Linked DNA regions of Rattus norvegicus: region 2 is linked to region 1. A link is a contact called in public Hi-C data. All regions are on one chromosome and are shown on one strand. Each heading gives the region's core, a stretch centred on a gene start, on an enhancer-like site or on the middle of the called end of the contact. The rest is flanking DNA. Distances are from core to core; before and after follow the strand shown.

Evidence for each region. Hi-C and Micro-C count contacts between places; a contact is called where the count stands out from the background.
Region 2: a contact with region 1 is called in a Hi-C map of the Rat2 cell line, with 4 times the contacts expected there. The contact joins the enhancer-like site here to the promoter of Ccbe1 in region 1. A contact is called at or near these places in 3 of 12 Hi-C or Micro-C datasets (the Rat2 cell line, Schwann cells and kidney).

The regions. Positions count from the first base shown.
Region 1 is chr18:62,089,631-62,097,144 of GRCr8, forward strand. Ccbe1 (collagen and calcium binding EGF domains 1) reads right to left here and starts at 4,246. Exons shown (of 11, transcript XM_017601124.3): 1 at 4,113-4,246; 2 at 3,614-3,694. The coding sequence starts at 4,246. LOC108348805 (a long non-coding RNA gene) reads left to right here and starts at 4,265. Exons shown (of 4, transcript XR_005496443.2): 1 at 4,265-4,402; 2 at 5,411-5,802; 3 at 6,845-6,935.
Region 2 is chr18:62,161,393-62,168,906 of GRCr8, forward strand. No RefSeq gene overlaps it. Among named protein-coding and RNA genes, the nearest start is that of Ccbe1, 71 kb to the left of the region's middle. Within about 2 kb of position 4,414, at least 1 of the 93 cell types and tissues checked has an H3K27ac peak or open chromatin away from gene starts, as enhancers often do.

The DNA of each region.
Region 1 (7,514 bases), core at 2,996-5,495:
ATGGACCGACCGGAAGGAAGGCTGTACGCACATGAACCCGTTTTGTATATAACACGATCGTTTAAATCCAACTGTCCAAATCAGACCTCAAGGGCAATGGCTCCAAAGGATACCCAAGATCACAGTGGGTGTTAGCGTTCCCCTGGACTATAGGAAATGTTCAGCCATTTGAGTTTAGTCTTCCTTTTCACCCTACCTTACGGGCTCCTCTGAGATAGTAAAGGAACCCAGAGCTTAGAAGTCAGACAAACCTGGATTCAAATCATGGTGGCTGCATGTGTGACTGTGAGGGCTTGGCCATGACACTCTCTCCATACCTCTGATTATCATATTCCCCCTCAGCCAAACTGAGGAAATAGGAAAGCTACAGGTGGCTCTATGCGTCCCAGACAATGTAAACAAAGTTCACAGCCTCCTGCCAAGTCCAAAGTTAGTCTTCAAACTATTGTTACTCAATATCGAGAGCTGAAATTCAGAGAAGAGCTGCTTAGCTGAAGCCACAAACCACAAGGCTGTCCAGGACAAAAACCGTTGTGAACCCACTTCACATTTCACAGCAACGAGTCAGGCTCATCTCGATCCTCCGTTCATTTTACATAGGTTCAGATCTACACCCCCCCCCCCGCCTTGCCAACTATGACCTTTTGAGAAAAAAAAATCCCTTCAGCAAGCTCTGAATCCTTTCATATGCTAAAAATCATTCACTAGACACCTGTATTTTCCCAGTGCCGAAGCCATTTCCTGATAGGTGCTGCAGTGCTTATAGCTTGAGAGGAACTGGGGTGGGGGTATGCTTTCCAGGTGAGGTGGCAGCGGCTCTCCTTTTAGGGTGCTAGGCTGAGAAAGCAGCAGCCACTTGCTCAGATGCAGAAGCATCCGTGCTCCTGAGAATCTGGCAAAAGAGTTTACAGTGCCGATAGCTTTTAATCTTCCCAGTGCTTTGACCCTTTGGTACGGTCAGTTCCTTATGTTGTGGTGAGGCCCAACCATGAAATTCTTTTCATCGCGGCTTCATAACTGTCATCTGGCTACTGTTATGAATCATAATGGAAACACATTTCCTGAGATAGATGATTGGCAAAGGGATTACAATCCCCAGATTGAGAACCACTGGTTTATACCCTGTCTGAAGTTTGAAGACCCTGCTTGGCATTCCTTTGACTTCAACGCACATTAAGACGCAGATCCCAGTTGCAGGGACCTCAGTGGAGTCTGGTAGTCAACCCAATGACCAGGCAATGTCAGGAGAGTTGTTGGTAAGACTTGAAAGAGAAGGAACTATAGGGCCACACCCCAGCCTCTCACAGCACTGTCATTCTTTTTTTTTTTTTAACAGAATTATTTATTTATTTTATGTATATGAGTACACTGTAGCTGTCTTCAGACGCACCAGCAGAGGGCATCAGATCTCATTACAGATGGTTGTGAGCCACCATGTGGTTGCTGGGATTTGAACTCAGGACCTCTGGAAGAGCAGCCAGTGCTCTTAACCACTGAGCCATCCCTCCGCAACCCCACTCTGTCATTCTTGAAGCTCAAGAATCAAGCGAAGAAACTTCCAAGTGACGTTAATTATAAAAGTATCTGGCCACAGTGGGACAACACACCTGGGAGGTGGGAAGAGGAGGCTAGCATGAATTGGAAGCCAGAGGCCAGCCTGAGCTACCGAGTGAGACCCTGTCTCAAACAGCAAAACAAAAGTAGGGAAAAAAAAAGCTGACAGAATATGCACAGAACTCCATGAAGAAATTAATAAATTTATAAACTGTGTCAGCCGCACATAGTAGCACATCCAGCACTTGGATGGTCAGAAAGATCTTGAGTTCAAGACTAGACTGGACTATATAGTGAGGTCCCGTCTCAAAACAACTAAACACCACAATGCTATTAGCATACTTGGGACTGATGTCATTTTCTCGAGCTGAAACAGCCCTTCCCGTTAGACAGATTAAAATTCTTCACTCTTTTCCTTGATAGAGCACTAGGTCCAACAGGCTGTTCCATTGAGTAACTGGTTAGTGAACGCATGTGCTGAGACACGCGCGTTAATGCCTCTGAGTGAGCTAGGGTAATCGAGATACCACACTACTTTAAGAAACCTGGAAACGTTAGCCAAGGGAGCGTAACAAATAGAATAATCAGGCACTGGTGGTTTCTAAAAGCTTGACACAAGTTCTGTAACCGTCACTGATTTATGTGACATCTGACCTTTCAGGACTGAACAGATGAGCGAACCATCTAAGGGACACGCTCCATGTTAAATTAGCAGTTTTATACAGCAGTGATAGGAAAACAACATGTCCTAGGAAATACTGTGGCCACGTGGATGAAACACACGACCAGACCCAGGCAAGTAGCCCTGCAGCCAGTACTAAGCCATTTTACCAGCTGGATGACCTTGCTCACCCCGTGCACCTCTAAGTCTCCATCTGCCAGTTGAACATGTCCCTCACGTTTAGACTACCATTCAACTCTAACCATCACGTGCAGGGGCAGGGAGCCCTCATCTGGAGCTCGCATAGGTGAAGCAGCTAATGTCAATCCATCCTAGCTTCCAGTGGCTGCTCTAAAAGCACACTTCAACTAACAGTGCTTCCATAAATCCCACTGATCTGCTCTGGAAGCAACTCACACCCGAGCCTTGGGAGTAAGGAAGAAAGTTTCCAGTTTCCTATACAGAAAGCGTTGTGATTCGCTGGTTGGCCGCAGCATAGTGAAGACACACTGGGATTTGTTTTACTTTGTAGCGCCCAAGTAGCTTCTCAGTCCGCTCTAAGTGCCTTAACCCGATGCCTTGCACAGCATCTTAAAAACTCAGACAAGCAACAGACATTTAGGGATATGTGTGCCACCTCAATTCTGTGGGAGAACGGAGCAGAAGTTCGGAATTCAATCATTCAAAAATCAATTGTTAGCTCCCAAAAGGGGGAAAACAACGGAGCATCGTCCTCTCCTTTGGGGATAGGATCCACCTGTTTTAACTCCGGGCTTGCACAAGGAATCACCTGGGCCTGTGCATGTTTAATTTTAACAGTGGCTGCCACTCTCCCAGGTAAACCCGTGATCTTTTTTTTTTTTTTTTAAAGACCATGAGTTTCAACAATCTTGACGTTTGTTTTCACTCAAAGCAACCACCCCATCTACCCACAATCCTCCCGGTTACAACTTTGCCTAGAGAGACCGTGACAGTGGTACACTCTGTCCCAACACAAGGTCAAAAGCAAGCCAAGTGCCAAGTATTTCCTTGTTGCTGACAATATTTTCAAAACAAAACGCAAATGAGCAGCAAGGCATTCCTCTTCGCCAAGTTTACACCCACAGTTCAAGCCGCTCTCATCAACTTGCAAAGTTTTTCACTCCAACCTCTACCTTGCAAGCTTTTCGCAGAACCAAAACAGTACAGGTTCTCAAATCTCAGGCACTTACTGGCTGCAAACTCAGTTGCTCAGCTTTGCTCCCAGCCCAGGAGCACAACTGTTCGCACTGAGGGAGCGCACCACCCCAGTACCACCCTGACACGGGCACACACAGCCCTGGCTCCATTAGCGCCCTTCCAAAGCCCTGCTTGACAGCGACGCCTGTCCCTCTAGACTTCTCAGAGCCCCAACTTTACCTGAAGCACGTGGTGAGCTCGCCTGAAGACTTCAGACACGGGTATTTGGTCGTGGTGATCTTGTTTTCCGAGCACACTTCTCTAAGGGAGGAGGAAAAAAAGTTGAAGAGGAAACTCCGTTAAGGTCGCGGGGAGAGAGCAGAGCAGTACGCTCTGGGCTCTGCGTCTAGACGCAAAGGCTGCTACTGGTCCCTGGTCCCGGGCGGAGACAGGACAGCGGGCACCGGGCGATCCCACTACCAAGCGACAAGAAAAACCAACGAAAGTTCACATCAAGCGCGGCGGGAACAGGACAGAGGGTATCCGGCTTCCCCACTCACAGCTCGGGGCGCTGAGGCGGTTCCCGCAAGAGATGGAAGTCACCTGAAACAGCTCACCTCTCCGCCAGTGGCTCAGCGAACTGGGACCTGTGGATCCGCCACCTGAGACCGTCTGCACCCCGCCAGCCAGTCCTGATCGCACCCAGCACGTCCTCCCTCTAGGGCAGGTGGCGCCTTACCTGTCTCGGTCCTCGGGTTCCTCTCGGAAGGTCCACGTGTGTCCCAGCGCCAGGAGTAGCAGCAGCGGCCCCAGGCTCTTGCCCAGCTGCCCCTTGACTGCTCCTCCCCGGCTCAGAGGAAGCGGCGGCACCATCGGGGAAGCTCGCCGGCTTCTTCTCGGCACCCGAGCTCTCTCCCTGCGCTGTGCCCGGGGAGGCTCCGCGGCCGCAGCCGCCTTCCCCTCTCGCCAGCAGAGGGCGCCGGAGAGCTGGGGCGCTTGCACCACCTGCGGGCCCCCTTCAAACTTGGGGTGAGAGGGGGTGAACCAAGCTTGTCAAAGGGGTGTCTGCCTTGCGCGGCCAGAGGGAGGATGCCGGAGTCCCGGGAAATCTCTTCTGGACAATCAGATTCGAGTAACAAACAGGCTGAACTTGGCTTCAGGCTGCGCCCTCCTCTCTTCCACCCCTGGGAGAGAAGCGCGGAGTTGAGGCAGCCAGGCGCTCCTTTGCATTTTTATTCCAAGGTCTCAGCCTGGGAGGAGGAGTTGCTGGCTGTCACCAGGGCGAGAGGAGGAGAGGAGCGGGGTTAATAGCTTCCTTCCTGTTGTCAGTTAACTTCCACAGCGAAGGGTCAAGCCAATGTTTGCCTTTTCGCTCGCAAGTGCTTTTCCTCTGTCCGGGTTCTCGCTTAGAATATGAAAGGGTGAGCAGCGGTTAGAGGGGGTCTCCTGTATCGCCCTTCCAAACGTGACATAACCCAATCAGGAAAGTGTAGAATCTTCGTTCCCTTTTAGAGGAAATTAGGTCGTTTCACTCGTCCACAACCCTTTGTGCCGCGATTTTCTTGGTAACTGCAGTTCAGGACAAGTGAGAAATTCCCAGCTGAGGGTTTTGAACCCAGGTGCCTGTACCTAACTGGTACCTAGTAGGGGGTTCCTTTTCACAGCCAGTTAAAGGACGAACAAGTCAGGAAGAGTCTCAGGCACAGCGATCGCTGTGACAAGGGAAGAAGCACTCACACACATGCAGAGGACTCTCCACAAGTGCGGATTGTCAGAACCTGTAGGTTGGGGTGGGGGTGAGTCTTGTTTTCCTCCCATCATTTCTGATTGGCTGACTTAAAGGGAGTTGACAGGCTTGTGGCTTCATCCAAACTAAAAAAAAAAAGGATGCCCAGGTCAGCCAGAAGGGCGTCCTTGTCATGGTGGGGGTGGATCTTAATTCTGGGTGACAAAGGAGCCAGGAGTTTGCCCTCTGGTTGCTTACCTGTGGCCTCCTTCCTTATCTATCTGCTTGCTTTCCTGACCTTTCCCTAGCAGCACACAACATCAGAGCTGAAAATACCTTGGGGGATCATTGAAGACACCTAGGTCCTGGAGTCGTGGTCATCAGGAAAATCACCTGGCACTTCATGAGAGACACGGAAGATGTGCGAACCACGGGACCATCCACCAGCTAGTTCATGACATCTTGTTTACCATAACACTAAAAAGAAAGGGACTCCAATAGTGTTTTAAGGTTGTTGCGATGTCCTCTTCAGTCCTTGTCAAAGAGAAATTCATGACAGAAGTGCGAACCACAAAGCGAAGAAAGTCGTGGCCCAAAAACAAGTAAGAAAAGTAGGAAGTTAAATGAGGAGTGACCAACTTTAATCGGTTCTGTAGCTCCAGGCTTCAAGGAGAAGGAACCCACAGGTGTGCCCATTGGCCAGGTAAATAGATGTTTTGAGTTATATACTAGTCTGATCTGGTGAGAAATATACATGTAGCACCTACACACTGTCATTTTAGTGGTGGTGACATCCGAATTCCTCTGTTGAACGTTTTGTGTCCCTCGGGGGCTTTGACAGTCACAGTCTTATCTGAGCCTCACAACGACATCCCTATGCACCTTGCTTGTCACTTTATCCAGGAAGGCTTTCTTCCCACCAAGCATTCACAGGAATGGCGAACAGGAAGAACCCTTAGCAGTAAAGTCCAGTGATGCTGCTTGTTCACAGACACAAGCATTTTCAGCTTGTTCAGGGGCCACTGGCGCATCCTGCAGAACTTGACAATAACTTTCCCAGGATCACTACCTGGATTCAAACCCAGGTAGCAGTTTGTAGGTGAGAGGTCCCAGTTAGCATTGTTAAACCATGCTTTCTGGTCTGTACCCTGGGAAGTTGCAGGACTGTGTCTTTAGAGGTATTACGACTAAGTGAGTCACGTAAAACATCTCTTGACTATTCTCTGGACATTAACTCCTCATCTTTTAGCGCAAGTTATTCATCGCACAGACAGATTTTTTTTTTTTACCTTTTCAGGGTTTTTCTTTTAAGTTTCTAGACAGATAGGAGCCTATGTACAAGTTATTAGGGTTCTCCTTTGTTTTCAGAATTATTTGTTTATTTTATGTATTTTATGAGTTCACTGTAGCCGTCTTCAGACACACCAGAAGAGGGCATCAGATCCCATTACAGATGGTTGTGAGCCACCATGTGATTGCTGGGAATTGAACTCAGGACCTCTAGAAGATCAGTCAGTGCTCTTAACCACTGAGCCATCTCTCCAGCCCCATTATTTGGGTTCTTGAGGCTAGACCTTGATGCACACATGAAAAATGAACCCATCCTGAGCTTATGACACACTGGATCAGCTCAAACTGGGCCACAGAGGTGTTGGATACCGTCCTGGAAGGAAGAGAGCCAAGCTGCAGGTAGGGGTTACATTTTGATTTTTCTTACCAATGCCTCTTTTATATTTCCACTACAGCGTCACAGATGTCATCCTACAAGCAGTAGACTGTGATGTAGGAGAATAGTCATCGGCTGTCTTCGATGGCACTTTCTAAGCCATCTGTAAGGTAAGCTGCTTTTCAAGGAAGGCAATGAACGCCAAGAAGACAAAGGCAGGTGGTGCACGCACATAACCTCTGACCTTGGGAAGCTAAGGCAGAAGGCTAGAGAGTTTGAGGTCAGCCTGGGCTATATAGTCAGTTCCAGAGTAGCCTGGGCTACCCGCAGAGTGAAACTCTTGTCTCAAATATAGAAATCAGAACAATAACAACAATAAACAAAGAAAGGGCCAAAGGAGAATGTATGTCACCTGTATGTGCTAAGCTAGTGTCAGAGCCTGTGCTGATACCAGCTCTTGGCCCCTCCACTCGGCATCTGTGAGGGCGAGGGCCTTGAGAAGATGCCAGCCAAGCACACAGGCCATCCACATTGGCCTGGGGAAGAATGTCATGGTACGTAGTCAGAACATTTCTTCAAGAGCTGTAGCTAAGACCGTTCAAACACTGTTCCCCTGCAGGCCTGAAACTTGTCTGGCTTGGTGTGCTGGGCTCGGGGAAGGGAGCATAGGGACAGCCATATATGAATAGCAATCTGTGAAAAGTAGACCTGTCCCACCAAAGTCAAGCCTGCCTTTGTGCAGACTGCTG
Region 2 (7,514 bases), core at 3,164-5,663, 72 kb after region 1:
AGTAGAGAAAAGTCTTGAACTCATTATCACAGGAAAAGAATTTTCTGAACAGAATACCTTTAGCACAAGCACTAAGACCAACCATTGACAAATAGGACCTCATGAAACTAAAAAGCTTTTGTAAGGCAAAAGACACCATCATTGACACAAAGTGACAGACTACAGATTGGGTAAATATTTTTGGCAACCACACATCTTATAGAGAGAGGGCTAATATCTAAAATACATAAAGAACTTTAAAAAATGGGCATTAAGAAAACAATAGCCCAATTTAAAAACGAGATATAGAACTAACAGAAGATTCTCGAAAAGGGAAATACAAACGCTGAGAAACACTTCAAGAAACGGTCAACACGTTTAATCATCAGAGAAATGCACATCAAAACTACTCACGCCTATCAGAAATGCCAAGATCAATAAAAGAGTCAAGAGCGTGTGCTGGCAAGGATGATAAGGATGTGTGCTGGTAAGGAGAACTCTCATCCACTGTGGTAGGGAAGCAAACTTGTACAGTCACTATGGAAGTCAGTGTGGTAATTTCTCGGAAGATGGCAATAGGTCTACCTCAATATCCAGCCGTACCACTCTTGGGCAGAGACACCCACAGGTCTCTACATCTTGCTACAGAGATGCTTGTTCATCCATGTTCACTGCTGCTCCCTTCACAATAGCAAGGAATTGGAAGCAGCCTAGATGTTTAACAGACGAAGGGATTAAAAAAAAAAAAAAACAGTGATACATTTATACAATGTAATATTACTCAGCCATTTTTAAACAGAAAGTGAAATCATGAAATTTGCCAGTAAATGAACGGAACTAGAAAAAAAACCTGAGTGAGGTAACCCAGACCCCAGAAGAACAAATATTCATTTATATCTTCATCTTAGCTGCTGTCTACAATAAGCAAACTATAATCTGTATAACCATAGAAGATGGCGTAGACAAAGGAGAGACAGAAGATGTGGTTTGGATTGGAGGGGAGGAGGGGAGGATCTCAGAGGAGTTAGGGGAGGGGAAACCATAACCAGAATGTATTGTAAGGAAATAGTCTATTGGTGGGGGGGGGGGGGCATGGAGTAGAAACAAAATTTCTCTGTGTAGCACTGGCTATCCTAGGACTCCCTTTGAGGACCAGACTGGTCTCGAAGTTAGAAATCTGCCAGCCTCCTCCTCCTGAGTGCCAGGACTAAAGGTATGTGCCACCACGCCCAGACCATTAAGAAAATCTATTTTCAATAAAAGAAGAAATGGGGGGGGGATGAGTCCAAGGTAATCCTTGGTTATATAATGTGTGTTGGTTTCCAGCCAGGTTACATGAGACAGTGTCAAAAAGAAAGGGAAAAGATAAGGAGAGAAGAGGAAGAGAGAAGGGATGATAGGCGAGGACAGGAGAGGACAGGAGCAATGTCTTCTAAAAAATGGGAGCTTTCTCAGCAGAGCAATGGTGGCACATGCCTTTAATCCCTGCACTCAAGAGGCAGAGGCAAGCAGGTCCCTGAGTTTGAGGCCAGGCTGATCTACAGAGCAAGTTCCAGAACAGAGCTACACAGAGAAACTCCCCCACACACAAAAAAAGAAAAACCAGAAGAAAGAAAAAAGAGAGAGGGAGGGAGGGAGGGAGGGAGAGAGGGAGAGAGAGAGAGAGAGAGAGAGAGAGAGAGAGAGAGAGAGAATGGGTGTTTTCTCCATCTACTTCTTGCTCTTTGATGATGAATTCCAAGTCTATTTAAGTGTGTGGGGTGTGTGTGTGTGTGTGTGTGTGTGTGTGTGTGTGTGTGTGTGTGTGTGTACATTCATGCTCGTATGTTCATGCATACGGGTCATGTGTGGTATATTGCATATGAAAGTGCAGAAGCCAGAGCAAGGTCTCTGGTATCTTCCTCTTTGACCCCTGCCACCGTTATTGCTTTGAAGCAATTGGTCTCTCTCCTGGAGATTTGGAAATGTCTGCTGGCCATAGAACTTCAGGGATATTGCTGTCCCTGTGGCCCCCTCCCATCAAGGCTGGAGTTACAGTCATATACTGCCACACTCAGCTTTTTACATGGCTCTGAGGATCCAAATTCAGGTCTTCATGCTTTCCAGGCAGACATATTACCAGCTGAGCCATCCACCCAGTCCTTCCTTTGTCTTAATAAACTATAGCCATCTCTTTGGTTCATACTAACTATCGGACGCTTCTTTTGTCAGTGTGCCTCTGCTCTAAATACAGCTTCTCATACATGTCATACCAGTCAGCTATCTAAGCTGACTCCTTTTGAGACATAATGCATACTTTGATTTTCTTCCTCCTCCCAATTCCTCTCTCTGCCGACCTTACTTCAATTCTCTGAAGCAATGTCTTTAATAAGAGTATCCTGTTATCGTGGGCCATCTTTTTGAACACCCCACTATTAACTGCTATTCACAGTCATCTTAATTCTGCCATGGGTTTTAACATTAGGTATGAGATGATGTGTTCTCTAATTTGTCCCCTGATGTGAGGCGGCTGGCTTTTCATCGACCCCTACCTCTGCTATTCAGGATCAAATCTTCTTTTAGACCTAAATGCCCATGAACTCTATTTTCTTACTTTCCTACTTAAAGGGAGTCAATTCCCTTTGAGACTTGCCTTTTTTTCTTGCAGCTTCTTTCAAAACAGCCATCAACAGATAGCACATGTTATTAATTAAAACCCTCTTCCCCAATCTCTTCCCTGAAAGGCAGGCATACAACCTAATTGATTATAAAGTCCTGCTGGCCCCATTTCTTTCTACCACCCTCCTTCCTGACTCCTGCCTGGCTGCCAACAGAGCAGCCCACTTCTATAGAATGAATTTACCAATATCCCTGTTATTCAAAATACAGAGAGTTGGGGGGAAAACTTGGGATCTCAGTAGCTTAGGGGAAATTCTTGCCTGCTTTTGCTATGTTTGGGTCAGTGGAGGACAGTTTATATTAGCTTTACTCAGGGGCCCAAGACGATGGAATCTGAACCAACAAGGAATATCAGCCATCGTCGTCGTGGGAAGAGAACAGATAAAAAGTACACCTCTCTCCCAAAGTGGTTCAGACAATTTCCGTTCACATCCCATTGGCTGAAACAAGTCATGTGGCCACATTTAAATTCAAGTGGATGAAAGGGTAAAATCAATGTCTCCAGTAGACATGAAAATATTGGCAAACAACGCTAGTGACTACATAACCCATTTAATAAACCTGCGTGTGCTTTCCCCAACACACACACACACACACACACACACACACACACACACACACACACACTATTTCTGTTAAGCTTGCAGGCTCTGCTCTAATAGAACCTCCCAGTTCGAACAAAAAGTTAGAGCCTGACATTTAATTCTCCGGGTTTCCAGTTTCAAACGATTGTCTCTGGCATTGTTGACATTTAAAGAAAAACAAAGAGCTAAAATGAAGAGGAAATATTTACAAACAGATATGAGAGCAGGTAACTGAGTATATGAGCGTTGTATTTGCAAATGTCATGGGCATATTGGCTTGAACTTTTCGAGCCAAATGGATTCTTCTCTAAGCTCCAGAACAAAGACAAGTATTAGCGATTTCAGTTGCCTTAAAAGACAGATCCACCTAACCCTAGAGTATGGAATTCAATATCATCCGAGTCTAATTTTCCCATTGGTTGTCTGGTTATAATAAATGTTCAATTGATTGAGTAATCCCATGGCCCTGACAAATATTGTGGCCACAGAAGGAAACAGCAATCAGGGCAGATGAAGAAAGTTTCCATTCCAAACCCCCTTGGCCACAACCACAGCGTGGTCATAAAGCTGGAGGCGTTTGGCCAAGGTTGATGCTGGAATGGAGTTAGACACTATTTATAAACTTTGGGAAGAGTTTCTAGTGAAATGTTTAAACCCGCTTTTGGAAAGCGAGGGGATTTGTTCATTTTACTGTCCAAACCTCCTTTGATCCATTAACTTCACATTTCCTCTACTTTCTGCAAATATTCAAGAGAGAAAGGCCATTTTTTCCCTTTAATATGGTGAGAAACAAATCATTCGCTCATAATCGAAAAAGCTCGTGGACATCTAACGGTGGCATTTTCCTCCATCCTGAGCTTTGTGAAGAAAGGCATTGCCTAAAAAGCATCTTCTTCACATAGATCCAGAGGACCAATCCTCCCCACCATAGCAGAAGATACCCTGACTTGAAGATCATAAACAAGAAAGTGTGTTCCCAAAGACATCAGCACCTTCTCCTAATCTTTCCTGGAAACCCATGGTGTGACTTTTGCTAAGTGAGAGTTCACATATCAGAGACTGACGTGCCACAGCAGGCCAGGGGACCCCATGCCAATGCAAATCAGCCCTACCGACAGTTGTGTTTTGTAACGTAATATTCAGTAAAGAATAGGGCAGGTCGCTTTTACACGTGCCAGTGGACACTATAACATCAACACGTCTTCTCGACAGACAGGATCTGGTCTAGAACCGCCGAGCTTCAGGAAGGGTTAACCGCCTCCATGCTAAAGGAAGCGCGTGCATCAGCTCTGCCCTCCCGGCAGGAAGTGAGGAAACACGCAGTTGCTGGGCTCTGGATATGGACAACGATGGCAGCTTCCAATGGAGACGGTCTGGAATGTTCAGTTGTTACAAGTTAACTGAGTTAGTTGACTGTAAGGTGCAGACTCTTGCCATTGGTAGGAACTCCAGTTGTTCTAGCCAGTGTAGATATTCTAATGTCAGAGCTACAGGGAACTCTAAGAAGTCATTTGGTCCATCTCCTACCATCAGAAAAGAACATAGCTACTATATCCTGGAGGGATGGTACCCTCCAGGGAGAGAGCTGAGGATACCCAACTTGAGACCCATCCCATGTGAGAGAGAGAGAAAAAAACCCTGATACTATTGATACTCTGCTATGCTTGCAGACAGACAGAAGCCTAGTATAACTTTCTCCTGAGAGACTTCATCCAGCAGTGGTTGGGCACAGATACAAAGACCCACAGCCAAACATCAGGCAGAGCTTGGGAAGTCTTGTGGAAGATTGGGAGATAGAATTGAACAAGCTGGAGGGGTCAAGGGCACCACAAGAAGATCTACAGAACTAACCTGGGCTCAAGGTAGCTCACAGAGACTGGGCCACCAAGCAGGAGCATGCAGGAGCTGGGCCTAGACCCTTACACATTTGTAGCAAATGTACAGCTTGATCTTCATGTGTGTCTCCTAACAAGTAGAGTGGGGCTGTCTAAGTCTCTGTTGCCTGCCATTGGATTGCCTGGTGGGGCCTCAGAGGGAAAGGATGTGCCTGGTCCTGCTGGGACTAGATGTCCCAGGGTGGGGCAGTACCCAAGGGGGACTCTCCCTCTTCTCGGAAGGAGCAGGTGCGATGGGGGAGGGATTTGTAAGGACTGGAAGGAGAGGAGGGAGGGCACTGTGATCAGTATGTAAAGTGAAAAAAATAAGTTATTATAGGAAAGAAGGAGCTGAGGACAAAACCTTATATGTCAAGTACTTCCTTAGTAAGAACCAATGTGTCTGTCAGCTCAGTTCTTAGCCTTTGTCTCTGTCTTTGTCTCTCTGTCTATGTCTCTGTTTCTGTCTTTCTCTCTCTGTCTCTCTGTCTCTCTCTCTCTCTGTCTCTCTCTCTCTCTCTCTCTCTCTCTCTCTCTCTGACACATAGACACACACAGACACACATACAGGCTCATAACACACACACACACACACACACACACACCATTTAAAATTCCCTCCATCCTGCATATTACATGAACAGGCTACTACCTCAAAGACCGAAATAATGCATCGTAAAGCAGTATTTTAAGTCAGTTGGGGAAAGAATATTACTGAATGACGAATACGGAAATAATTCAGGAAGAAGTAAAGCGAGAATATCCCAAACATGGGATGAATCAAATGTTGATGTAAGGACTATGAAAGTGCTATCAACAATTTTGCTATAGTTTTCTCCTGTAGCCTCTCAAAGCTGTAACACAAAAACTCAAATAACAAGAACATTTGGGACTGGAAGTTCATGAGTACAGTGCCTGTGTAGTATGCAATGCCTGATGCAAAAGGAAGGAAGGAAGGAAGGAAGGAAGGAAGGAAGGAAGGGAGGAAGGAAGGAAGGAAAGGAGGAAGGAAGGAAGGAAGGAAGGAAGGAAGGGAGGGAGGGAGGGAGGGAGGAAGGAAGGAAGGAAGGAAGGAAGGAAGGGAGGGAGGGAAAAGAGAAGAGGAGGGAAAGAGAGGGGAGGGGAAGGGAAGGGAGAAGAGTGGAGAGGAAAAGAAAGAAGAGAAGAGGAGGGGAAGGGAGGGGAGGAAAGAGGAGAGGAGGGGAGAGGAGAGGAAGGGAAGGAATGGGAGAGGAGAGGAGAGGAGAGGAGAGGAGAGGAGAGGAGAGGAGAGGAGAGGAGAGGGAAAGAAAGAAAAGGAAACTTTGCCTGGTGAAATCCATCACAAGCAAAGTCAAAATATACATCACACACAGGAGAAAACCTGCATCTCCTGTCTCAAAGGACAAACTAAGCAGTCAATAAAGAGCCATACAAGTTTACAGATCAACCATCTGGTAGGAAAACGGGATACAGCCTGCAGAGGAGAAAGTCACACATGATGAGACAAGTTTAAAAGAAGTTTGAGATCCTGAGTTAAGCTTGGTTTTTGCTATTATTAGATACTGAAAAAGCTGATGAAGTAATTTTGCCCAGCTCACTGGAATGCAATTTTTTGAAATACGTGATAATGATTAACATATCCATTTGTCTTTCATTTTTAAAAGCTTGCTTTTAGATAATGTTTCAGTATTTATACATTAACAGATGTAAATACACTCAGACATATATATTATCTTGAAGGGTTTTTTTGTTTGCTTATTTTTTGAGAAAGGGTCACTGTAGGGAGCCCTGGCTATCCTGGAACTCACTGGCATTGAATTCACAGTGATCCACCTGCCCTTGCCTCCCACATAAAAGATATGAGCACTATGACTAGCCAGAACATATTTATATTTTAATATTTTAAGAGCATGATAAATAGCAGAATTTACCAATCTCTCACGCAACTGAGCACACTTAGTGACATCACTAATTCTAAATTAATCCTTGATGGAATGACACGTTGATTTCACTTAAAGCGCTAAATCAGCCTTTCTTCGTTTGTTTGTTTGTCTGTTTCTTTCTTTCTTTCTTTTTTTCTTTCTTAGTTTCTTCCTTTCTTAGTTTTCTCTCTCTCTCTCTCTCTCTCTCTCTCTCTCTCTCTCTCTCTCTCTCTCTCTCTCTCTCTCTCTCTCTCTTCTAGTCAGTGTTTCTCTGTGTAGCCCTGGATATCCTGGAACCCACCTGTAGAGCAAGCTGTCTTCAAACTCACAGAGATCCATCTGCCTCTGCCTCCCAAGTGCTGCGTGCTATTAAAGGCATTCGACACCACTGCCCGGCATAAATCAACTTCTTAAAAGATATATTTACATTTTAATATTTTTATTTTTATTCACTTTCATGAATCTCAATCTGGCCTTGAACTCTCAGGACACCTCAAGGTGACCTTGAATTTCTG